Regions from separate parts of the Mus musculus genome. Here all the other regions are linked to region 1. The links are chromatin contacts, called in public HiChIP or PLAC-seq and promoter capture Hi-C maps. All regions are on one chromosome and are shown on one strand. The core of a region is the stretch at or near the end of the contact, and the rest is flanking DNA. Distances in the headings are between cores, read along the strand shown.

Region 1 (6,151 bases), core at 1,256-3,755:
GACAGCTGCAATGTAGGAAGTAGTAAAGTGTGGGCTTAGCACACACAAGATTCCAGGTTCAGTCTCAGCTGCATAAACATTAAAGAAGTAAATAATTAGAAATATTGTGGGGCTGAATAGTATGTAGCCTAGGCTATCCTGGAACACTCTCTATGTAGACCAGGCTGGTTTGGGACTCATGGAGACTTGCTTTTCTCTGCTTGTTGTGTGCTAGCATTAAAGGCATGAGCCACCATCGCACAGTCAAATCAGTTGTTGTTGTTGTTGTTTTTGGTCTTTTGAGGCAGGGATTCTCTGTGTGTAGCCTTGGCAGTCCTAGAACTCGCTGGCTCTACAGACCAGGCTGGTCTCAAACTCAGAGATCTACCTGCCTCTGCCTCCCAAGTGCTGGGATTAAAGGTGTGCACCAACACCTCCTGGCCACAGTTTTTTTTTTGAGTCTCCCTGTGAGCTGCCATGTGGATGCTAAGAGTTGAACTGGAGTCCTTTAGAGACGCAGTCAGTACTCTTAATCTCTGAGCTATTTCTGTAGTTCCCATTTGCATCTTCTTTAAGATTTAGCCCCTTTTGGAATTTGGCTGATCTTCTAGGCCCTCCCCTACCAGCCATCATCACAGGGATGTGCAGCAAATCACATTAAAGGACTAGTAAGGACCTGTTGTCTACCACATACCATCAGCTGATGTTATTCAAGCTCAGAGCTTTATTGCTGCTCAAGTATTTTGTTTTGTTTTGAGACTAGAATTCATGGTGGTTTTCCTCCCCTCCAGGCTGAGATTAGAGGCATATGCTACCCAAAAGACATATGCCACAAGTAGCTGCTAAGAATGCGATTTTTAGGATTGCTTGGCTCAGTTTCTTAAAAGGTGACTGAAAATTACAGGGAGCTGGGTTTTATTTTTAGTACTGTTCCATAGATGCACTATGTATTTTAGTAGTTTAGTTGTTGGTAGGCCACAAGGACACAAAGATTTCAGGATGTAGTGGTTGGTATATACCACAGTACCAACTACTCTGAAGGCTGAAGTAGGTAGCCCATGAATTCAGTCCAGGCTGGACTATATATGATGCTTTATCTCTTGGGGTGGGAGAAAGGATATTATATTATCCACCTTAATCAGGCCTAGTTTATGTTGTGCATAAATGTGCTAGTTTGAATAAGTTTAGCCCTCATAGACTGATGTGTTTCTATGCTTGGCCCATAGGGAGTGGCACTATGAAGAGGTGTGGCCTTGTTAGAGGAAGTCCATCACTGTGGAGTTGGGCTTTGAGCTAACCAATGCTCAAGCTCTGAACAGTGTAGAATCTGAGTATTCTTCTGGCTACATTCGGATCAAATATAACGCTTGGTTCCTCCAGCACAAGTCTGCCTGCACCATTCCATACTTCTCACCATGCTGATAATGGACTAAACCTCTGAAACTGTAACCCAGCCCCCAATTAAATGTTTTCCTTTGTAAGAAAAAAAAATGTCCCTGGTGGTACATAGTTTTTGCAAAAACAAGCATTGAAAACAGTGTTGAGAAATAATGCTCAGAGGCTTGGATGCCAAGTTCTCAAAGGGCAGGACACTGAGAACTAGGCCTAAGCAAACTGGGGAACAGCCAGGATAATATTTGGACAGGAACTAGAATGTGTGTTTGATTACTTCTGTGTAAAACTGGCTTTAAATTTATTTATTTAAATGTAGGAGTGCTGCATGTTCACCTACCTGCCAGAAGAGGGCATCAGATTCCTTTCTAGATGGTCGTGAGCCACCCTATAGTTTCTTGGGAATTGAACAAATGAACTCTGAAAGAGCAGCGGGTTCTTAACCACTAAGCCATCTAACCTTGCCTGGCAGCGGTAGCACACGCCTTTGATCCCGGCTCTCCAGGCGGATCGGCAAGTACGAGGTCAGACTGATCTACAGCTAGGGCTGTTTCAAGACAGCTAGGGCTGCACAGAGAAATCCTGTGTTGAAAAACCAAAAATAAATAAATAAATAGCAATCCTCTGTAGTGTAGTGTCTTTTCCTTATTAGGGGTAGGGAAGTTCTGGGGGCCACCTCTAATCTCCCCCCCCCCCCCCCCAGCATATAAGGTACCTACACTGAACAGAAAATCCCCAGAGCACTCAGAATTTGACTTCCCAGGTTGAATCTTTTGGGGGTGGGGCAGGGCTCTCAGATGAAAACATCTGCATCCAATAGGTGTCCTTCCAAGTTGGCAGGCCAATGCCATTTTGAGCACTACCTTTGCACATTGCTGCATTTCTTCCGTTAGTGAAGTTAGCAAACAAAACAAATACACCACGAGATGTGGAGGAGAAAAAAGTCCACGTTTTGATGGGTGCGCCTCCCTGCCTGGTGCTCTGCCAGTCCTGGAGAATGCATTCCCTATCAGGGTCCCTAACTTTGAGTTCCCGAAGCCCTGGCTAGATCCCTTAGGCTTGCTCTCTTTTAGCGCCTTAGCAGGTTCACTTCACCCTCAGCCCCACGTGCCCTGCCGGTCCACCTTCACTTTCACTTTCGGTCCCGGGCGGCCAGACTGGCGGCTGTGATGAAGGTGAGGAGTCTCGGCCTGGCCCGGTGGAGGACTGGGCCCGCACGGTACAGGGCTGTGGGCAGCTGAGGGTGGGCTCTGGCTAACCGACCCCGGTGGAGGCCCGGGCTCAAGTGCGCAGGACGGGCGCGGAGGATCGGGAGCAGGAGTCTGAGCACGCCGAGGAGCGTGAAGCCCCGGCAGGGCGCTGCTGGCCGGCCCGGCCCGGAGAAAGCCGAGGCTGCCGGGCCGGCGTACTCGCTGGCTCGAGTGAGTCACTGGCAGGAGCTGACCACGAGCCGCCTAGCTGCTGGAGACTGGCCAGCGGTCCATCCCACTAAAGCCTAATGGCGACCAGGGAGGACTGGGCGGACCTAGGGAGCGGCCTGTGGAGAACACCTTGAGAGTATTCCCAGAGAAAGCGAAGAAGCGCTGGGGAGGGCACAGAGTGTCCGGAAGGCTCCCTCTCTTCCGCCTGTACTCCCTGCAAACCGGGCCCCACTCCCAACTCGGTCCCTCTCCCCCTCCCTCTCCCGCTCCCCTCTCCCTCCCCCTCCCGCTCCTGATCACTATCTGGATCCCGCCCCCCAAGGCTACATGAGGCCATTATAGAGAAAGCTTTATTTGAACTTGTTTGAGCAAAATGAGTGCCTTTTCTGTTATGTTGCTAGAATGGTTAATTTCCTAAGAGGAAGGGAAGGACCAAGAGAACACACTTTGTTTAAACTTTTATTGATGGTTCTTTGGGTAACCCGGGTTTGGAAAGACAAACTGTGTTTTCTTTAGAAAGCCAGAATTCCTGTCAGCTCCATATATGGTCAATAATTTAAAACCTTTTTAAAATTGGCCACAGTTGTCAAAGCTCCCACCTCCACCCCTTTCCTGCCATAGGTTTTTTTTTTTTTTTTTTTTTTTTTTTTTTTAGATTTATTTATTATATGTAAGTACACTGTAGCTGTCTTCAGACACACCAGAAGAGGGCATCAGATCTTGTTACGGATGGTTGTGAGCCACCATGTGGTTGCTGGGATTTGAACTCCGGACCTTCAGAAGAGCAGTCTGGTGCTCTTACCCACTGAGCCATCTCACCAGCCCCCTCCACCCCTTTCCTGATCAGATTTGGAAATGTACCTTGAATCAGCAGCTTTTTAAGGTGGCCCCAAGAGGAAAATTCTAGTATATTTACATAGTTTTAATTCTGCATTGAAATACTTTGTTAGAAGTGACGAGCCATTTTCAGTGCATGTTAACAGAAGTTGGATTATCCTGGGGGCTGTTTGAAAGCTTATGTGTTGCTGAGATTGTTTTACATTCAGTCCTAATACAAGTGGGAAATCATCCAAACAATTACCTTTAACTTCCCTGAGGACCATGAGGAGTCAGAATCTCCACATACAGCTTAAATAAGATTTCTAAAATGGCAGCAGACTCTCTGGCTTGAGCTAAGTTAGGTGATAGAGCCTAACTTAACAGAGGATAACTTCAGTTTCATCACATGAAAAAGGAAAGTATTTTACAACGTTCTTAAACTTAAAACAAAGCCTGGAGTGGTATGACATTATTATATCTGTGCTAAGAGTCCTCCTAGAAATTTTATTTGGGAGTCTTCTTTCAGACATCAAAGTTTTACATGTTAATAAATGAACCCACAATTCTTTCTTCCTTTTCAAGTTATTGTGTTCCAGGTACCACTGAGACACCAGTTCCATTCAGGTATGGTTGGTTTATTGAACGAACACTCCAAGACTGATTTTACTAAAGGATTCAGTGAGGAGTCAGGATCCAGAACTGTGACTTCAGACAGTCCCCAGAAGCAGTTTTTATATGGGAAAAAACAAACAGGCGCATTTACAACCTTTGCAACGTTTAGGCTATCTAGCCTAGGGGATCTCTAAAGTCCATGAGGTTCCTGACACAGCACAATAACAAATTGGTTTTACCAGGGCAAGGAACAATAATAGGTCAAGTTAAGGTTAAGAGCTACAAAATGAAGGTTGAGGTAATATAGCAGAGCTATTGTCAAGTTCTAATATTTAACAATTGTACTTCTAGGCTTTTCTAGTTCAATAAAAGACACTGATCCCTATTTGATATTCATTCTAGACATTCTTGTAGTCTTTCTTAATAACTGTTCTCTCTCCTACCCCAACTTCTAGCTCATCCTAAATACAGAGTAGTCCCACTCCCTTGCAAACTTATCCCTAGGCTTCCTGCTTTTTGCTTTCAATTCTTTATTGTAATACCAGAGCTAAACATACTAGAACATGACCTAAGATTGGTTAGGATTAGCCAAAGAATTTTAACAGTGAAATACCTCTCACTGCACTGGGTTTTATCAAGCCCCTCTCATGTAGGTGCTGTGTGGGAATCTAAAGACCATTGCATTATTGCTTTCCAGCAGTCTCCAGTGCAAAAGTATAGGAATAAATGCACTAATGAGAGCATTATGAAGCAGGGCTAGGAAAATGCCATGAGGGGGACACAGAAAGTACTGGGAAAGGTCAAAGAAGTGTTTTCTTGTGTCTGGAATATTCCAGGAAGGATTCTTAGGGATGCCTTATTTGAATTGAACCTTGAAAGATAGGAGAAAAGTATTGAGGGAAGGGAATCCCGGAAAGAGGTGTAGATGGAGAAAAACTTGCCATGTTCAGTTTGAGAATTGCCAAACCCAAAATGTATATTAGGCATGGGTTGTAGATGGGGTGCGTGGATAGAGCCTTGGTTCCCAGACTTGGGGTTGGGGGTGAGGGGTGGGGATAGAGAACCTGGTTACCTGACTCGGCAGTCTAGGGGGAAGAGGGGCCTTGGAAGACTACTTTGGTGATGGTTTTCAGTCCGGTGATGAAGAACCTTCATCTCTGTGACTCAGTTCCAACATCCAGTGAGTGCCCGTGGATCACCAGATCAAAGGACACAGTCCTTTGGGAAGCTATGTTAGGAAAGAGAAGAAGACAAGTGAGAAAAAATTAGTCCACTAAAATGTCATAAGTTTCAAGATAAAACTCTCCTGGATTCAACAGAACACATAAATCAGTGGCATTTAATGGCTACTGATAATTTTAAACTTATTCCCTTAGATTAGGTACAAATATAAGGCAGATAATTTACTTTTTAGGAAAGACCAAGTACTTCTGTGAGATTGCCTCATCTATCCACTGACTTTTCATAGATAAGCACTGACATTTGTTATGTCTGTAGCATACCCTAGTTTGGTTTCCTTTTATTGAAGCCTTCAAACACAGTTACATTCCCCCTAGTCCCATTATACGCTCATTTGTGCTAAGTTCTCGGTGTGAGGCCTTACCACACTAGCTGCTCATGAGCCTGTCAACTCAGAAACACTTGCAGCTTTTGCATTTTCTGAGCTTCTGGAGAGTGCCAGGGACTTATAGAGTAGCTTGCCTGTTTGAACCTGCCACATTCATATCACTTTCTTCTGTCTTGGACCAAGATGAAAGCAGACTGTCACTTCTGTTTTCTCTGTCTGTCCACCTTCAAGAAAACCCACCATTTTGTTCCTGCGTTGGCATTGTGCCTGAGAAGATAGGTGCAGGGGTTTTATGCTATATTAGCATCTAAGCTTAATTTTACTTTAAGTTGTGTCAGTTCTTCAAAAATCTGGAGTTGTC
Region 2 (6,151 bases), core at 2,292-4,791, 790 kb before region 1:
TGGGTTTTGCTAGAAGCCAAAGTCTGCACAGTGGATTCAGCCCTCAAAGGTACCACAAGGTCTTATGCTGATCACCCCCATATCTTACAAAGTTATCTATCTCCTTTCTGCAAGGTAATAACGTGGCAGCACACACAGAGCGGCCATGGAGATGTGGTTGGAGCTGGCAAGTGGCATTGTAAAGTTCCAGTTTGCTCAAGACAGCCACACAATCCCCCAACAGGCTAAGCAGTCATGTCCTTCCCTCTTGCAAATATGGACCGCTGTAGAATGTCCACAGACAGCCATGGACATGGTTCTCAGTCAACTTACATCCAGGCAGATCCCTCAAAGGCCAAGTTAAAACCCCTAGAATGAGCAGAATGTTCCTTCCTCGGGCTCAATGGAAATCTGTGTTTAATTCACAACAACAACAAAAATAACAGTGACTCTTGTCTTCTTAGCAATTTCCTGCCAGCCTCGGGGGGAGCTGAAGAAATTAAAGACAGTCTCATGGAAGAAGGGACACACATAAGGAGACTATCTCATGGAAGACTACTCAGTCAACTTTGAGAAAAGCCTCCACCAAATGCTGTTTGAACTACATCCCCATCAGTACTATCTCAAAGCCTGTGACCACAGAAGTTCTGAAGCCAATTGCTTCTCTCCAAACCAGCGCTTGGTTATTGCTAACAGACCCATGCTCCTCCCTTCATATCCCCACAGGCAAGGAGCCACACAGGTGCTGACACACAGCAGAGCTTCTGGGAATAGCAATGGAGGCCAATGAAGGCAGGAAGTGGGACTGAGGGGACTTTTAGATGGACACAGATGCACAGGCCAGTGCAGACTTATAGATGGACACAGATGTACAGCTCAGTAACAGAGTCAAAAGCAACTCCATCCTTCTGGTTTTAGAGAATGGGAAAAGCAGATGAGAAGCCAGAAGAGGAGATGCAAGTCTCCCAATGACCTGGCATGAGTCACTGAGAGTTGGTGGTAGGAAGTGTTATGCAGTGTAATCAGGGCTGCCCTTCCTTAGGGCACAGCCCCTGGGAGGACAATAAGTCAGAACTCTGGACACTGTGAAAAGAAGGATTTCAGAAAGGACACAGACCCAACACTAACTGTCCCCACTTAGTTTTCCAGACAGAAGAAAGAGTATGGCGATATAGTCCCTTCCAGACCCGGGCAAGAGCTACCTAGTATAGCCCAAGTTTCTAGGCACAAAGGCAGCAATGTGGCCTCAGCTCAAGGTCTTGCCTGGCCAGGAGCCACAGCCAGATAAGGAAAACCCAGGTTTGTTGCTTATAGCTACCTAAGCCAAGTCAGTTCTACTAAGACTCTGCTCTTAGCCACCTTGGAAAAGCCAAGGACAACGCTAAAAGAAGCAATGCAAGCCAGAGCCCACACAACAACACAAAAAATGACCCAAAGAGTAGTACTCATGGTCCTAAGATCACAGCTTCACTTTAACAATTCCACTCTACACAGGGAGTACCTATACTCTCCAGAAAGATGCTCTGGCTTTCACACTCCAGTGACAACCACTTCCTTGTCAGCTAAATTGTGTCCTATTCTGAATACCAGTGCTCTCAAGTGAGGAGTCCAAGGACTGAGCTCAGACTTGTTGCTAGGGAGAAAAACCCTAGGCTTGACAGCTAAGGGGAAGGGCCAGTCTAAATGCTCTCCCATGGCATGAACAGGTTCCCAGAGACCAGCTCCAATAACGTGCATCTGAGAGCCAAGCTGTGTAGAAGCATCAACTGGCCACCAAAAATTCCTCAGCAAATGTAAGTGGTAGCAAAATGGACCTGGGTGGGCAGCACTGGATGTCTGGTCTGGCCTCCTCTACTAGAGATGGACATCATGTAACTGTTTGAATCTCCACACTGGACCCACAATACCTCAGCATACCCGCTTTTACAGCTACAGTAGATCCGCTCAGAAAGCACACATCCAAACTCTAGTACATATTATTTTAAGCCTCCGTAGCTCCAGGTCTCAGGTCAGGGCCACACCAAGTATTCATGAACACCCAGAAGTTTCTATTCACCCACCAGAAGGTCCTTTCAGAAAGAACACTGATGCCAGCCCACTTGCCGACTTCACAGAGCTCCCAGCCAGTGAGGGAGTCTATCTGTAGTGGGAGCCAGTAGTGGGGAGCCAGTTCTAGGTGACCAAGTGTATTGTTCTTGTCCTTTCAAACTCTGCTCTCCCCAACACCAATAGCCCAATGTCTACTTCTTCTTGCTGGCAGATATGTGGGTGTTTCACCCACACTCCATCACATCTCATCCCTGGGGCCCTGGCCCTGGGCAGTTCTCTGCTCTTAAACACAGCACATGGATCATCTTCTCTCAGACACAGGGTAGCTCTTATGGTTTGGGGACACCGTTTTTTCCACTGCCCATTTGTCCAGGGATGCTCCCTGCAGGCCTGTATTAAGCTCTCCAAAAGATGGGAGGCAAGGGTAGCCTTAACCTCTGGACAACTTCATTGTGCAAGCAATCAGCCCTATAACATCCATCAACAGATGGAGAAGGTCCTCCAACTCAAGCCTGGAATTCTGAGATCATGGCCCCCCTAGTTGAGTCCCATCTCTGCCTTAGAATCCCTTCACCAGTTCCTCCTGCCTGAGGGGTGGAGTCACCAGTCCAGCCTAGCGCTTGGAGGTTCCAGTACCACCCAGCCCCCTCTGGGATACTATGCCAGATGCTGGAGAGGGTTAGGCTATCCTGGCCAGCCATATGAGTCTTCTGCGTCTCCCGACTGTAAAGAGGCAAGACTCAGGTTCTGCAAGGCCCTTAGTTGCGCGACCCAGCCCACCTTCCCGTAACCTACCTGCTTGTCCCGTGAGCGATGTTCCACACCGCTGCCCGCGCGCCGGTCCGTTTCTTCCGCTCCCCTGCGACCGCTCCCGTACGCAGGCACCACGAAGCTGTCCCCTGCGGCCCGCCCGCAGACGCGCGGGAAACAAGGCACCCACGGAGAAGGAAGGAGACCGTGAGCTTCGTGGAGTGCGCTTCTGCCCAGCCTGCCTTGCAGCGCCCACCCGGTACCCAGAGCCCCGAGGCCACGCGCTCCCGGAGACCCAAGGCGTGTCCCAATCGAGGGCGCGAGGCAAGGCGCGCCCCAAGCTTGGAGCTCTGCGCATCCGGCCCCGGGGCCGCCTCGCTCCCTGACCGCACCCGGGCTCACCTTCGGGACTCTCTCTCCTCTTGCAGGCTGCTGCGGCTGCGGCACGGTCGGAGGACACAGGGAAGACGGAAGGGACAGTGAGTGGCGGCGCCCACCCGCCCCCCTCTCTCCCGCCCCCCGGCCCGCTCCTCACCGTGCTTGGACTGAAATTTCCCCATGTCTCCGCTGGGCCTGGACCCACCCTCCGGCCGAGCTCTCAGGTGTGCGTCCGAGGTTCGAGCCCGGGGTGCGTGAATCCCGAGCTGAGAGCAACTCGTGGAGCCTGGATCCGGGGCCGGGCAGTCTGGCGAGGCTTGGCCCGGCAACCGGAGACACCGGCGCGGGCAGCGGCCGGCCTCCCTCTGAGCGCGCGCGCCCGCGACGGGGCTTTAACAGGGGTTCTCGCAGCGCCCCCCGCGGCCGCGGACCGTAGCGCAGTGGACCTTAGCGTCTCCTTTACCCTAAGACTTTACTAGACAGGCGGTTTGGAACCTGCTCTGAGCAACGACTCGCACAGGGCATCCCTGAGGGCAGACAGAGCTTACCTGCGTGGACTCCAGGTTTCTGGCTCTCTGCGGTTTCTTTTGTGGGGACACCCTCCACCCCTCACCAATCTTTTTCTTGAGATTCCCAAATTCAAGAGTCGGTATTAGGAATCCTCCTTTGAAAGAGAGAACCCTGGAAGAGAGTTACCTACGTCTTAGACAACCTTCTTGATACCTTTGGCTGTGAGAGGAGTTAGGCACATGCTTGTCGTGAAGGGGCTGGGGGTGAGTGGGGTGCGGAGGTAGAAGGCCATGGGAAGGTACCTGGAAGAGAGGGAGAGCAGGTAGGACTAAAGTGAGTCCTGGCCCGCTGGAGCAGACCTTCCTCCCTTTCCCTCATTGATGAAAGACCAACGCTGCCCATCAGTGTGGACAGGCCCTGCATCCTTCCCTTTGCCTTTGGTTGGGGCAGGGTCCTTGCTGGGCTGTGGTTAGTCCATCTGGCTCCTCTTTGGCTGGCCAACCTCTGAAAACCCTCTCAGTATCTCATCCTACAGCTTCTCCCTTAGAAGAGATCACCCACCCTTGTTTCAGAGAAATCTCACTCCCCCTTCTTTCTTGGGCTCCAGCTTATTCTGGGGATACCTCTCTGTTTGGTTCTCCACTTTGCCCATAGAGCTCTGTAACACACAGATCAAGAATGAATGTGTAGTTTTCTTTCCCAGCCTTCTTGAGATATGGTTCATATACCCTACAACTCTCCCACTCAAGAGTCACCACTACCTAGTAGCCTGTCTCTGTTCAGAGATGTGTTCACATAGTCTGCTCTAGAACATTCAACTCCTAGAGTGACTTAATTTTAGCACATACTTTCTGCAAAGAACCACAGCCCCCCCCCCCCGCCTCTTCATGGTCTGTATTCCAGGCTGGCCTTGAACTCCATGTATAGCTAAGATGACCTTGAACTTCTGAAGTCCTTTGGAATTGTTGATATTAAGGATTCATGACTGCCCCCCCCAAAAAAGTGCAGAATGGCTTACCTTGAACAGGACCATCTCACAGCCATGGGCATGACACAGGTAGAATGGACTCATGTAATTATGAGGACTCCTTACCCACCAGGCCATTCACCTAGCCTCATCCCTCCTTTGTGTCAGGGTTTCACCCACAACCAGCAACTGAGAAAGAAGGAATGGGATACCAGGAGAGGATTCAATGATTAGGATCCACAACTATGTTTGGGGGAGTGTTTGTAAATATAGCTATCATTATCACTGAGGCCATAAATGAGGAAGGTTCCCACAAGGACAGGCTTCACTGTGTTCCACTGCCTACCACAGTCTAGGCTCAGCTTTGGGCAAACCAGGTGAGGCTGGCTTGCTCTATATGTCCTCTGCTTCATCCTGTTTAGGTGTAGAGAGTGCGACTTCCTAGTTGATGAAGACAGACTTGGATGGAAATTTCCAGAAATGTCCATTCTTCCCACCCTCCCCACTCCCAGAGCCACTGCTTAGTAAGGTAGGTACATTATTGGCCTGAGAAGACAAGGCCCAGTGTAACTGTCAAACTGGGCAAAAGTAGCCTCAGGCTGGGACTTGAGGCCCAGGAGGTGACCTAGGGTGAGAGTGAGTTTCCATTCACTGATCCTGTGTCCAGGCTTATCTCTGTCCCTTGAATTCTACACCCCCTGCAGTTCTATGCTTCTGTGGTCTCTCTGAGCTTCGAACCAAGGATTTTGACATCAACAAAGAACACAAAGACTATGTGTGACTTGCGTGGCTTCCTGGGGAGAAATAAAGAGACATCTTTTTGCCCCAGACAAAGAGCACAGATAGACCAAAGACACAGATCTATCCAAGTGCAGCTTGTTGATCAATTACTGTATTAGGGTTATTCACAGGAACATACAGAGTGCATAGGCAGCTGTACCACCAAGAAGTCCAACCCTGGCTTTGCTTCTTACATAATATCAGAAAGAGGAAGAGCTTGGGTGGGTGGGTGGGGCTCCCTGAAGGTTTCTCTCCCTCCATGATGTAAAATTAATATAAAATCATGAAGGTCCAGAGAAGGTGTCTGCAGCTTCTCGGCTTCAAGATAGCCATGGTCATTTCCAACCAAGAGGAAATTGCTATAGGTGTGAAAGCCACATCCCAGTGTCAAGGCAGAATCCATTTAGACGATGACTTCATCTCAAGTCCAGTGGAGCAGACACCTGCTTTACATGCAGCTAGCCTGACATGTCCTCTCTGGGCCCGGCTCTGGTTCAGCTCTTTCTCCTGTACTCAAGCTTCTTCTATGCCTGTTCCTGCCTCCCATTTCCCACTCTCATCTTTTGGAATAGCCCGAGCTTGGGGCTCTCTGGCTGGAGCAGTCAAATGTCCTCCCCCCACCCCCCAGCTGTTCAGGGTGAGATGATTGAACACAATTGGGCTGGCCATATGAGGACTTACCTCTGCCCAGTATCCAACATCCTGTGTTCTTGGTCTAACATCTTGGGTCCAGCATCC
Region 3 (6,151 bases), core at 1,089-3,588, 590 kb after region 1:
AGGTCTAAGCAAGGACCAGAATCCAAGGCTCTGAGGCACAAATAGTCAGGCAGTCTTCCAAGTACAAAGTGTTACCATGTTCTTTCAATGACCTCACCTCTGGGCTGAGCCATCTGCTATCTCAAAGACCCTCTTCCCAGGAGTCCACATCCAGGAAGAGTGGGCTAGAACTCATCAAAAGCAACAGGTGAGCCATTTATATTATGGAACATTAAATTTCTGTGAACTAAACTTCAGAGCAGTTATCTTTAGGGAAGTTGTAGTTGATCACATGTTTCTCTTCCAGAGTCAAAGTCCAGGCATTTTATTATGTTTATATATTCTCTGGGCTTTGGGAGTTACTGATACTGTAAGTTCCACGCCCCACGGAACTCTAACATAGTAAACAAGGATTTCAAATGAAGAAAGAAGGGATAATAAATGAAGCAGAGCACAAGCAAAACAGGAAGGGATGAAACATAATGTTAGGTTATAAAACAAGGAACCATGCAAAACGGAGTACAGTCGTGACCTGGCGTGTTGGAACCTGAGGCCTGAAATATGTGTTTAAAACACGAAAGCAGACCAAAAGTAGATTTTATTTTCATTTCTTTTTCTTTTTTCTCTTTTAACCTTTCTGTCTGATACTTGGCTTTTCCTGAGATTTATGTAAGCAGCAGCAGTTGAACAACTTCTATTTTGTAAATTTCAGGCTTGAAAAAATAGGGATGAACAAGACACTCTAAGTAAAATCTGTCCATCCTTTTCCCTTTTAAAAAAAGTTACCTCAAGTTCTTCTAACAAGTGATTCTGAGTAGATGAAGCTAAGACAAAAGAATAACAAGATGGAGAAGGAGAAGGAGAAGGAGAAGGAGGAGGTATAGGAAGAAGTGGTGGTGGTGGTGGTAATGCTGGAAGAAGAGAGAATAAGAGAGGGACAGAGGGAGGAAGGAAAAGAGCTTTCCCCATGGCTTTGGCAACTTAAGAAAGAAGAGGTCAAGCAACAGTTTTATTGGTTTCTAAGACATCTGAAGTATGTTCTTAGTTCTCCATTCTCTGATCCTGCCCTGAGGACTTCTAAAGTCACAGACAGTGGACAGAAGAAGAGTGTCCCTGCATCCAGGCTGCCCTTTGCCCAATACAGCAGGTCAGCTTTAATCTTAGCAGTGTCTTTCATCTAAAAGGGCATATGCCAAGCAAGATGTTAATGTGACACTCTGCACAAGCACACATTATGAGCCCCAAGTGCAGATGTGGCTACATGCATTTCAGAGCAGCCAGCTAGCATCTACAGAAATTCAGACACCTTGATGCCCAGTTGCTGTGTGGCTTTGTGGCATCTTCTACCAGTGTGTCTATGAATATAATTTAATATTATTTAATAGTTTTCTAATAATTTACTCTTGCTCTATCATATTAGAGAATTCTCTAAAGTCACTCTGTAGCAAAACCATAAATTACATAAAATACAGCTTTACATAATATTAACCAGTATTATATATAGATATATAGAGATTATAGTTGCCTTTACCATCATCCTTTCCGTGGTTGAAAACCAAAAAAAGGATATACTGGTGTTAAGTAAGGGTTGCACTGGATGAAGTAGCTTGTCAGGGTGACTGTGTTTGCTCTCTTCACAGAACAAATTCTTAAACGCTCCAAAGTAAGTTTTATTTTTGCTTCAGCCTAGTTTTAGTTGTAGGGTTTGTTAAGCATCAGGTTTAAATTTTCCAGCTTTCCAAATGCCAGGCAAGAATTGGGGCATATCGCTGAGCTATGGCCTGATTCTTATGTTTACTTAGTCATTGACAGGGTCTCACTGTTTTTCTCAGGCTGGCCTTGAACTTGAGGTCCTCACACCTTTACATCCCAGATAGCTGGAATTAAAAGCCTTCACTACTAGATTTGACTTGAAAAATATTCTTTAGTCAAATAAAATCATTTTGAATTAAAATTTGACATTGTTCAAAGCATGCTTGATGGGGAAAAATAACTGGAAACACTCGTCATGGCAGATCAGGTGTGTCCTTCCAAGGAGTTCCACTGGAGGGCAGTGTGTGCTTCAGAACAGGCGAGTGCTTCTGGGTTTGGAGCCGCATTGGTATGAAAATCTACACACCTTGGCAAGTTTTTAATCACAGGGGGGCACAGGAATACTGTATTCCCAGTCCTCCTTCTGACTGCATTGAGGATTAAAACAACTAAAGTGACTATTCAACTGAAGCCTGTCTTTTTTACAGACCCAAGCATGAAGACTATAATAGTTACTTGAAATTCATAAGACCAACTTAAGTCTTCATAGCAAAGCATGTGTACTGGAGAAAAGAGGAAGCAAGGAAAGAAAAGAACAGAGTGGTGGTAGAAAACTACCGCGAGCATTATTACTGCAGTCAGTGAGGCATGCTGAGTGGTGCTGGTGTTTTCAGAGTGGGCTAGAGCATGCTAGACAAGGAGTGGGTTTCCCCTGTAGGATTCTGAGTGGATTTAGACAGGTGGTTTTGGTCCAGAAGCTCTTGAGCAGGGGCACAGAGCAGAGCAATTACAGAAACCCTGTCCAGCGAGGCAGTTGTTGAGGTGGTCAAGGCCAGAGAATGCTCAGCTCTAACAGTGTATGGAGAATAAGAATGGAATCAGTCTGAGAGACAGAAAAGATGGACATGTCCTAGGATTTAATAATCAGTTTTCTGAAGTGGAGGAGGGAGAAATTCTAACATTTTATAACAGGGGAAAAAAAAGTGACAAATAGAAATTGAAGAAAATGGAGGAAGGTGCGTTTTGAGAAATGGAGCCAAACATCTGGAGAATATCCAGAGAAAAAGTACCTAGGAGGTGATGGAATTGTTGAGCCTGAAGATCAGGGGAGGGACGGTAAGGTACTAAAGACAGTGTCATTGGCACAAAGTTAGTAATTAAAATGTTGAGTGTGGATAAGCTCATCCAAGAAGATTGCCAGTACTGGGAGGAAAGAAACAGACAGCTGGACCACCCAGCACAAGTGGTGGGAAGCAGAGGAGGCCACAGTGAAAAAAGACAGAAACAAACAAGACAAACCAAGAGCAGAATTCTCTGTGGAGCAGTGAAACTCAACCAACAGAGGCAAATGCCCCAGAAATGAGCTGCAACACAAAGTCCACAACAGCTAGTGTGCAGGTACCTAACAAGAGAAGCAGATTGCAGAGGCTGCCAACAGTGAATATAGTCTTGCTCCATATAGGTTAGTCCTTTATGAAGCTTATATGAAAAATAAAAAAGAAGACATAGGGTCCAGAGAATAAGGGGAGTAGGTCAGAAGTAGATTTCTTGTTACTGAATTCAAGTGAATCCACTAAAAGTAATCCCTAGCAGAGGGATGCTGATGTTTCAAGAGGGAGGTTGAACTGTAGAGCCTGGTCTTGGCAGGAAAAGCTGAGGTTAGCTTAGCACAAAATAATGGAGACATGAAATCTTCTAAAACTAAAGGCAGACGATGAAAGATGTGAAGGAGAAAAGAAATCAAAGGAACTGGTGCTCAATTGCCTCTGTAGCAGGGTAATTATCCTAGCTTCCTCATACAGAAGGATCAGACCTTTTTTTTAAACAAGAGTTTCTGAAACTACATCTAAAAGTAAAAGAGACTGGTGCTCCTAGGTGGACGTGTGTGATTATGGGGCAGCAGCATGGTAGTTCTTTTCCAGAATTTTGTATAGAACACTATTTAGTCAGGATTCTACAAACAGTTCTTCTCGTACCTACAATGGTGTATGTTTCTAAATGACCTGATAATACAGCACTGGTATTGAAGTTAAAGGAAATGAGTGACAGGATGCACTTTTATTTTTATGGAGTTTTTATGGAGAAAGAGAAAACAGTGACAGCGACCATGAGGCTGACCGTCACCCTCAACCTGACCCTCACCCTTACCTTCACCCTAACCTTTCCTTACCCTATCCTAACCCAGTAGCTGAGCATCAGGCTCTTCTAAGGCAGTTCTCTAAAGATGGATGCCATGAGCTGTCACACAGACATTAGCTCCTTAGTCATAAAAAGGAGTCCACCTTCCAAGTTGGGGTCAGCAGAATTAAGTGGGCTTGAGAAAAGAGCCTCTGTCCTTGCCCATCCTGAACAGCTGAGCAGGCTAAGAAGAGAGTCTGCAGGTTCCAGGCTAGCTGCCCTTCAAAACTGCTCATCAGCCCCTGGAACCTGAGGCTTTCAAAAATAACTGACACCGGACATTGCATGAGAGATGTATAATCTGAATTAAAAAAATAGATCCATTATGACATTTCTTGTACTTCCATGTGGACATGACTTCACCCCCAGTATAGCACAAATTTCTTGACAAAGTAAGTTTGACAACAGTAAAGATTGTGTTGAATAGGTTACAGATTTGAGAAGTTAAAAGTCAGGAAATTATATTTAAAAACTCAGTCTTTAGACTCAAGAAAGCAAAGTTACTGTTGGACAGAATCTATCTATTCCTCATAGTTGAGGATCAGCTGGACCTACTCCAAAACATATTTTCTAGACAAGAATAAACAAGGCTCAGAGAGGCTGTCCTTTACCTAAAGCCACACAGCTCAGAGCACAGCCTAAGACTAACCTTAGTTAAAACAGACACTTCCTCTAGCAGCAGACTGCCTGAGTGATCAGAATTACACACACACACACACACACACACACACACACACACACACACACTCCACTTGTGCTTTATACAAAGACTGCCCTGATTTCAGTCCTTACCACAAAAAGCTCCGGGAGTCCAGCTGCTGACCCACAGCTGGCCTCAGGTTGTAGGAGGAAGGCACCTCAGCTTTGGATCTGTTCCCTGGTCCTACCTCACAACAGGAAGCTGCCAGGTCAGAACTGGTCAGATGCTAGTCTCAGTTATGTGCTACCCAAGATGAAAACAGCAGAATCAAAGAACCAATAAGGCCATGGGCTTCCATCCCATGTCAAAAAAAAGGGGGGGGGGGGACTCAGCCCTACCAGAAGGTCAGGCACTTTCCTAGTCACCAGAACATCTAAATCAAATCAGCAGGAAAAAAAAAAAGGCCAGTTGATGTAGAGTTTATTTGTTGGTTTGTTTTAATAATCCTCTTCTCTAAGCACAGGGCTCTTCATCTATAAAAACAAACAAGTTAGCAAAAACACTCTCTATTCTGAAAGTTCAGACAGAAATACGGGAGCCTTGAGTTCCAGTCCTCAGTAAACTGGGCCACTGTTTCAGGCTGTGTAAGGACAGGGGGTAAGTAGGATGTAAACTTAGCTGATAGGATATTAATGGACTCAGAGACTGTCATGGTGAGGCTTTATAGAAAGACACGGGCTTCCCCTATAAAACTGGAAAGCCAAGGCCCAGGACCTTTAGGTTAGAAACACAAATGGCACCAAAGCAGGAATTAACATGCCAAATGATTGTAACCACAAGGAAATAATCCTGCTGCAGCAGAAGGAGTAGATGGTGGCCAGGCCAGATGACATGGCTGTATGAGACAAAGCATGTCGTTCACTGTCCTGGTTAGCTTTAACTGTCAACCTGACATAACCTAGAATTATCTTGGAAAAAAATTTCCTCTGTGGAATTGCCTAGATCAAGTTGGCCTATGGGCATGCTCGTAGGAGATTACCTTCCTTGTTAATTGATTTAGGAGGGCCCCGCCCACTATGGGAAGCATGTGTTCCTGAATTGCATACACAAGCCAGCTGAGCGTAAGACTGCCTGCCAGCCATCAATTCACATCGTCTATGATCCACAGTGTGCTTCTCTTCTTTGGGTGTAAGTGAGGCTCATGGTCAGAGGTAGTACTGGGTGGAAGTACAAGCACGCCTACCTTCAAATTCCTGTTTCGATGTACTCTGACCTGGAAATGAAAGCCAAACACACTTTCTTACCAAAAGTCAGAGTGTTTTTATCCCAGCAACAAAACTGAAAGATGAGATCTCCTTCACTGCAAATACCAGCCTCAGCCTCAAATAGACCTCACCATCAGGATCTGGGAGTGCACTTGGGGCATTTCTCAGTTTCCATGCTGTTGCCCTACCCCAAGCTTGAACTCACAGCTCAGTTCCCAAGATCTCTAAGACCAGAAACTCTCAGAAGAAGGCATGCATACTCTGTATCTAAAACGATTTTAAGAGTACACAATGATTTTTTCATTGTATGCTTATTTTTTCCTCCCCTACTACTGAC
Region 4 (6,151 bases), core at 2,700-5,199, 580 kb before region 1:
AAACAGGCGGTAGTCAGACTCATTCTTCACAACGGGGTTAAGCCGGAAGTCCACGTCCTGGAGCTCCAGTAGGGTGTGGAGCCTAAATACTTCTGCTAATGAAGAAATACAGTTGTAGTAGAGATTGAGACTCTCCAAGGAGACCAGATACTGTATACCCTGTTAATAAGAAAATATCTCAATCAGTTCATCATGAAAAGTAAACCATTGGTATGGGCTAATCAAGTGGAACATACTTATAATGAACACATACTATTACCAGAAAAAACTAACAGTGTAACATGTTCTTATTTGTGAAATTCTATGTTCCATATAGGGCAACAACCATATGAGCTATCTGAATAGAGGCCTGTTCGCCCTAGCAGTACTAAGCACAGTGACTCTCTCTTGAGTGCCCAATATGAATCACGTTATATAATTTACACAATTTCATTTACTCTCCACACACCCAGATTAGGAGGTTAATGCTTAGGGATTGAGGGAAGAGCCAATCCTTGCTTTAGCCAAAGCTGGAGCCTGTCCCTAAACAAGTCAGACTCTGAAACCAATGTTAGGAATAGTCTCTATTAAGTACACCCTATGTTTCTTTCAAGGTAAGGCCCTCCTCTCTGAATTGAGCAATAAGCAGTATTTATATAAACTTCCCAATTGTGTCACCTTGGGAGACTTTTTATTTTCAAATCATGAATGGGTACCAAATTTGTATACTGCCATTTAGGGTAGAAGGCCAAGAGCCAAGCCATGGATAGATATAACCTACAGAATATAACCTACAGATACAACCTACAGACGGAGGCAGCACAGAGATGAAGGGAGGGAGAGACATGAGCATGCATACTTTAGGCTTTGGGATCTTGTTTCCTTCCCTTTAAAGATAATCCATCTTCTTCAGAAAGCTAGTACTTTGGTATTCAAAGCAGTTTAAAGATATAATGGGACAGGTTAGACACGTAGCTCCAGATAAACACTAGTGACAGCATAACACAATTCTAAAGGTACAGTCTATAAGCATTGTTTGTGTAGTTTTGAAACATGTTGCATTCTTTTTAAACCATTAAAATACGTTCATCTGACACTGATATTTTAACAAATAAGCCTAAACGCACCTCAAGGCTAACCAAGGAGTTACGTGAGAGGTCTAAGGATTTTAGAGCTGTCAAGTGCATCAGAGAGTTTCCCAGGTGAGTAATCTTCTCTTGGTATGTTCCAGGAATAGATAAAGATCGAAGTTCAGCTAAGAATAGAAAATTGTAAGATTTTAATCTTTTTTAAAATTTAAAACAGTGTAATAGAAATTCAATTCAGGGGGAATATTTTAGACATTTTTAGAAACCCAACAGATACTGACAGACACTCTGCTTGACCAAAGTCAGGCTTATAGATGCTATCCTAGGCCCATTGGTGCACTTCTTATAACTCAGAGGTTAGCAGAGAACCCTGATAAGTCATTTCACCAAGAATTCTCTGCCCACGGTGCCTGCTCACCTTGGTCCCTCACTGTATCACTTATCATTCATTATCCCCAGGGCCACAGCAACATTCTGCTTCCTCATTTCCTCTTAGTAATGTTCCAGCCATGGACCCCCTGCCTCCCTACACACTACTTGCTGGCTAGAACATCTACTTGCCCATGTCATACTGGGAACAGAATCTTCTCATACTGCAAAAATCCTACTGCATCAGGGCCTGTGCCTATCTCAAGAGCCCTGAATACTGTCTTTTTAAAATGTTCTTGATTTTGTTTGTTTGTTTGCTTTTGAGACAAATCCAGACAGCCAAGAATGGCCCTGAATGCTAGATCGTCTTGCTTCAAGTTCCTGAGTCCAGGATTACAGCTATGGACCACTACTTCTTACAAGTTCCTGGTCAGCCAGAGCTACATAGAAAGACCCTGACTTGCAAGCAAGCAAGCAAGCAAGCAAGCAAGCAAGAGCAAATAATGGAGGCGAGCAGGCTGAGCACTAGTATTCATTGCTATTTGCTTCCTAACTGCAAACGCAATGTGAACAGCTACCCTACACCCTAGCCACTATGCCTTCCTCACCTTGACTTTTATCTCCTCCAGCTGTGAGTCAAAATAAACCTTCTCACTCTTAAGTTGCTTCTTTTTCTTTTTTTTTTTAAAAAAGATTTATTTTATTTATTATATGTAAGTACACTGTAGCTGTCTTCAGACACTCCAGAAGAGGACATCAGATTTCGTTACGGATGGTTGTGAGTCACCATGTGGTTGCTGGGATTTGAACTCGGGACCTTCGGAAGAGCAGTCGGCACTCTTAACCACTGAGCCATCTTGCCAGCCCCTTAAGTTGCTTCTTGTCGGTTTTTTTTCCCCCACATAGGAAATGAGAAAACCAACTAATATACCCTCTTACTAAATAACAAAGTCTTTATACAGAGAATCCTCCTGGTTGACCTGAATACTATCAGCCAATAAAATCAACCTGACACAGTTTTTACATGTACTTGGAACACTCTCCAAGAGAAACCAGATTCTTGGGCATTAAACAATCTCTGCAGACTTAAGCGAACCAAAATCATACACAGTATGTTCTCTGACAATAATAGAATTACACACAAAAAAACAAGAAAACCTCCCGACACATAATTCGTTAAAAAGACATCCCTAAAGAATAAAAATGTGAGCAATCACTAAATAATTTGGAGGTCTAAGAAGATACCTAAAGGGATATTTGAAAAGCATATTAAAATCAATGAAAATTAGAACCAGTCATGGTGGCAACTGCCTGCAATCCTAGCCACTTGAGTGTCGGACTAAAATTCCAAGGCCAGGTTCCGTTAAAAATGGAGATCAAGGTCATCTTGGCTTAATAACACACTTGAAAAATTAAAAAAACGTTTGGGGTGAAGTCCCATGACAGGGCATTTGCTTAGCATATGCAAAGCCCTATGTTCTATCTCCAGTACCTTAACACACAGTAGAAATATAAACACTAACAAATGTGTTAGTGTGTGCAGCTATGTGATACGTAAAGAGAAATGTACAGATTAAGAGATTTAAATTATAAAACAAGCTTTAATCCACACGTTTCACTTCTAGAATCTAAAGAGGAAAATAAATGCAAAGCAAGCACAGAGAAAAAGGTAAAATTTAAAAACAGTGAAGACAAATCAACCAACCCAAAAGTGGTGTCTTTGGCATGACCAAAAACCGTATATCTCCAACATGACTGAAAGATAGAGCCAGATTAAGTACCATTTATGAAAATGGGGAATATCCCTACAGGCCCCACAAGCATTAATAAAATAGTAAGAGAATGCTGTAGTCAGTTCTATGTAGATATGGTTGACAATCAAGAAAAAACGATTTAGATAACGAAAATGCACTCTAGGTGAAACCACTATAAGTTTAAAAATCGTAATCGAATTTAAAAAATGGTAATCGAAAATCTTCAACAATGGAAAATTCTAGGCCTGCGTGGTTTCCCTGTCAAAGTCCAGGGGAAAAAAGTTAAAAAGGAAAAAAAAAAAATCACAACACAAATTCCGCACGATCTCTTGCTCAAAACGTAATGGGGCCTTGATGTCCAAACCATATAAAAAGAGACCTGCATCTTCATAAGCGAAATGCCATGTAGGAACCCAGGAAGACAGATGAAAGCTGCTGCAAAAAAGAAGCGGGGGGCTCAGCCTGACCGCGGTCCCACAGAAAACCCAGGCCGCGTCCACCGGCTCTCCAGGACCTTAGCCACGCCCTTCCCCACAAACCCGCCCAGCCGGCCCCGCCTCCTTGCCCCACGGGCCGAGACCGTTTGTGGTCAAGTGCCATTCGCACGGAGGCAGAGCTATCAGGCCCGGCAGGCCAACCCAGTCTGTCCCCCACGCACCCAGGTCGCGGTGGGGACCCAGGCCGCTGCGCTCTCGTACAGTCTCTTCACACAAAACCAACCGCTGGCCTGGCGCCATGTTTTCAAACCGGACGCTGGCGCGCGGCGCCTGCGCTGTGACGTGATCTGGAACGGGCGGGCGGGACCAAGCCTGCAAGGGGCGGGCCCAGGAGGGTGGGCGGAGCTTCGGCTGTGTTTAAAACTTTCTTTGGGACAGGTTCACCCAAGCCATCCTAATCCGCTGAGCTCTGAGTGCAACCTCACCCTGCTCTGGCTCCTCCCCAGGACAACCCCATTGCGTTCAGTGCGGTTTGTGGAAACAGCTGTTAGTGCCCGGGGCATTCGCACCTACTCCCACTTCCATTCATTTCCTACTCCCTCCAGGAGCCTTCTCTCCTAAGGTTTCTTCCTGTCCCAGCCCCTGAGATGCTCCCCCCCCCCCCCCCCGCCAACCCCCACGCACTTCCAAAAGTTCTCATCATGTGGCTGGAGAGACAGGCTGTGTGCAAAAAAAAAAAAAAAAAAAAAAAAAAATTTCTCCTAACTAAGACACATTGAAAGTCCTTTCATCAAACCTGGGGTCTACTAATAACTTCCAGGCATTGGAGAGATAACTAAGCTTTTCAGAAGCAAATTAAGGCTTGTATGCTTGCCATCTAAGACATGTGGCGCCTCAGGACACAACACAGATTTCAATCACCCTCTCTTATTCTATTTTCTCTGACCAAGATCAGAGTCCAAGTGGGACCTTGGGGAGACGGATGGTCTGTCAGGGACAGACCCAAGACCAGCTTTTCTACTGCAATGAAAGTGCCAGTAGAAACTTGGGAAGTAACGTTTCTGTTTACTAACGTTTTACATCTTCACTGAAGAAAGAGGGACAAGGATTAGCTTTGCACCCTGCAAAGATTCCTACAAGCCTATGATTTCTTACAAGCCTCAGTAAAAGGTTATGCTAATGATTAATTACTACCAAGTACTCTTTCCGGTGGTTTATTAAATACCATCTGCCGTGGTAACATTAGACTGTGGCCAAACCTACATGCATTTAAGCTGTTTTATGTCCTTAAGTTCCATTTGAGGTGTTTAGGAGTGAGCCAGCAGCACTTGAACTTGATTTGGTGCTGGTGAAGACACAGAGCAAGGAACAGTGTTGTGACTCGGAGATAGAGATGATGAGCCAGGCTGGGTCACATCAGGAACAATCCCTTCTGCCTCATAGTTCATAAAGCTTTCCCAACTAGACCTGGAGGTTAGCAGGAACCTTCCTTAGCTGGAGTCCCACAGCCTGGTCTTCCCTACTACCTGGAGAGTTGGCAGGCAGTCCTACCCAGAACATTCTGTTGATCTCACATACACACCCCCCCCCCATGCTGCTCCCAACCTTGGCATTCATCAGCTGTCTGAGATGGGGTAAGAAGAGCCACTGTTGCCATGTATAAGGCTTGTGCTTCTTTTTGTATGCTCTCTCTGTAGGACATGCCAAAACATGTGCTGCTTAAGACCCACAACCTAGGCCAGCTGGACATTGGTGGGAGCAGAGGAGGCCTCTCTGGCTCTTTCTACCTGATACCCCTTGTGGTTTTCTAGGATCTTCCATGGAGGCTTTCACTCTCCAGCCTGAATCTCTAAACATGTGGGCACAAAATATATAGTCATCTTCAAAAAGACCAGGAGGGAGGCAGGGCAGCCTGAGGCTGACCCACCCATATGTGCCTGAAGAAAATATAGGTTCAAGCTGGCCCCTGAGGGTTTCTGCCTTTCTCCATGACTGTCTTTGGCCATAGGGAGTAAAAGGAGGAGGTGCCATCAAGACTGAGAGTTTTAGATAGGAGGAGGGCCCTGCATCCTCAGTGGGCCTCTTAGAGCTATGGGTGACATGACATTGTTAGCGCTCCTCATTCTCTTGTAGGGGCAATACTCTAGTATGTTTCCTTAGCTAGTTAGATCTCTCCTTCCTGTTACAAAAGCTGGGCTTATGTGCATACCACAGTACTTCCTCCTAAAGTCAATCAGGAGCCACACCAGCCTGTTGGCAATGTTGAAAAGAATGCTTCCATGCTCATAGGTGGACCTCCCACTGGTGCAAGGCACATAGTTGCTAGAGGCGCTGGCTCTGACTGCATATCCCCAGACTAATGTTAGAACCCAGTAGTGTAGACAAAGGATCGCGAGCAAGCAGTCAGAGCCATCAGGAGGAGACTGAAGCAGGGGCTGTATGAGAGAAATATAAAGCTGTGGCTGAATGCAGAATGGCTGTCACCCTTGAAGGCAAAAACCATTGCCATCTCAAGGAGTGAAGC

The links. Promoter capture Hi-C pulls out the DNA fragments that hold promoters and counts their contacts. HiChIP or PLAC-seq counts read pairs in DNA pulled down with a chosen protein or histone mark.
Region 2: a promoter capture Hi-C map of liver shows a contact between it and region 1, with 3 times the contacts expected there. The contact joins the promoter of Nkd2 here to the promoter of Erap1 in region 1. A contact is called at or near these places in 2 of 39 promoter capture datasets (liver and pre-B cells).
Region 3: a contact with region 1 is called in an H3K27ac HiChIP or PLAC-seq map of large pre-B cells, with 3 times the contacts expected there. The contact joins the enhancer-like site here to the promoter of Erap1 in region 1. A contact is called at or near these places in 1 of 39 promoter capture datasets (hippocampal neurons), 1 of 15 datasets of contacts at CTCF or cohesin (large pre-B cells) and 4 of 115 datasets of contacts at active chromatin or transcription factors (bone marrow-derived macrophages, large pre-B cells and stem cell-derived neural progenitor cells).
Region 4: a promoter capture Hi-C map of pre-B cells shows a contact between it and region 1, with 5 times the contacts expected there. The contact joins the promoter of Cep72 here to the promoter of Erap1 in region 1. A contact is called at or near these places in 3 of 39 promoter capture datasets (liver and pre-B cells) and 1 of 9 other capture datasets (adipose tissue).

What each region holds. Positions count from the first base shown.
Region 1 is chr13:74,637,348-74,643,498 of GRCm38.p6, forward strand. Erap1 (endoplasmic reticulum aminopeptidase 1) reads left to right here and starts at 2,506. Exons shown (of 19, transcript NM_030711.5): 1 at 2,506-2,546.
Region 2 is chr13:73,844,090-73,850,240 of GRCm38.p6, forward strand. Nkd2 (naked cuticle 2) reads right to left here and starts at 3,542. Exons shown (of 10, transcript NM_028186.5): 1 at 3,314-3,542; 2 at 3,181-3,216; 3 at 2,824-2,927. The coding sequence starts at 3,338. It overlaps Gm30303 (a long non-coding RNA gene), which reads left to right and starts at 3,519. Exons shown (of 3, transcript XR_382654.4): 1 at 3,519-3,719; 2 at 5,056-5,162.
Region 3 is chr13:75,225,768-75,231,918 of GRCm38.p6, forward strand. No RefSeq gene overlaps it. Among named protein-coding and RNA genes, the nearest start is that of Pcsk1, 140 kb to the left of the region's middle. Within about 2 kb of position 2,339, at least 28 of the 459 cell types and tissues checked have an H3K27ac peak or open chromatin away from gene starts, as enhancers often do.
Region 4 is chr13:74,058,336-74,064,486 of GRCm38.p6, forward strand. It overlaps Cep72 (centrosomal protein 72), which reads right to left and starts at 3,950. Exons shown (of 12, transcript NM_028959.3): 1 at 3,849-3,950; 2 at 1,107-1,234; 3 at 1-159. The coding sequence starts at 3,927.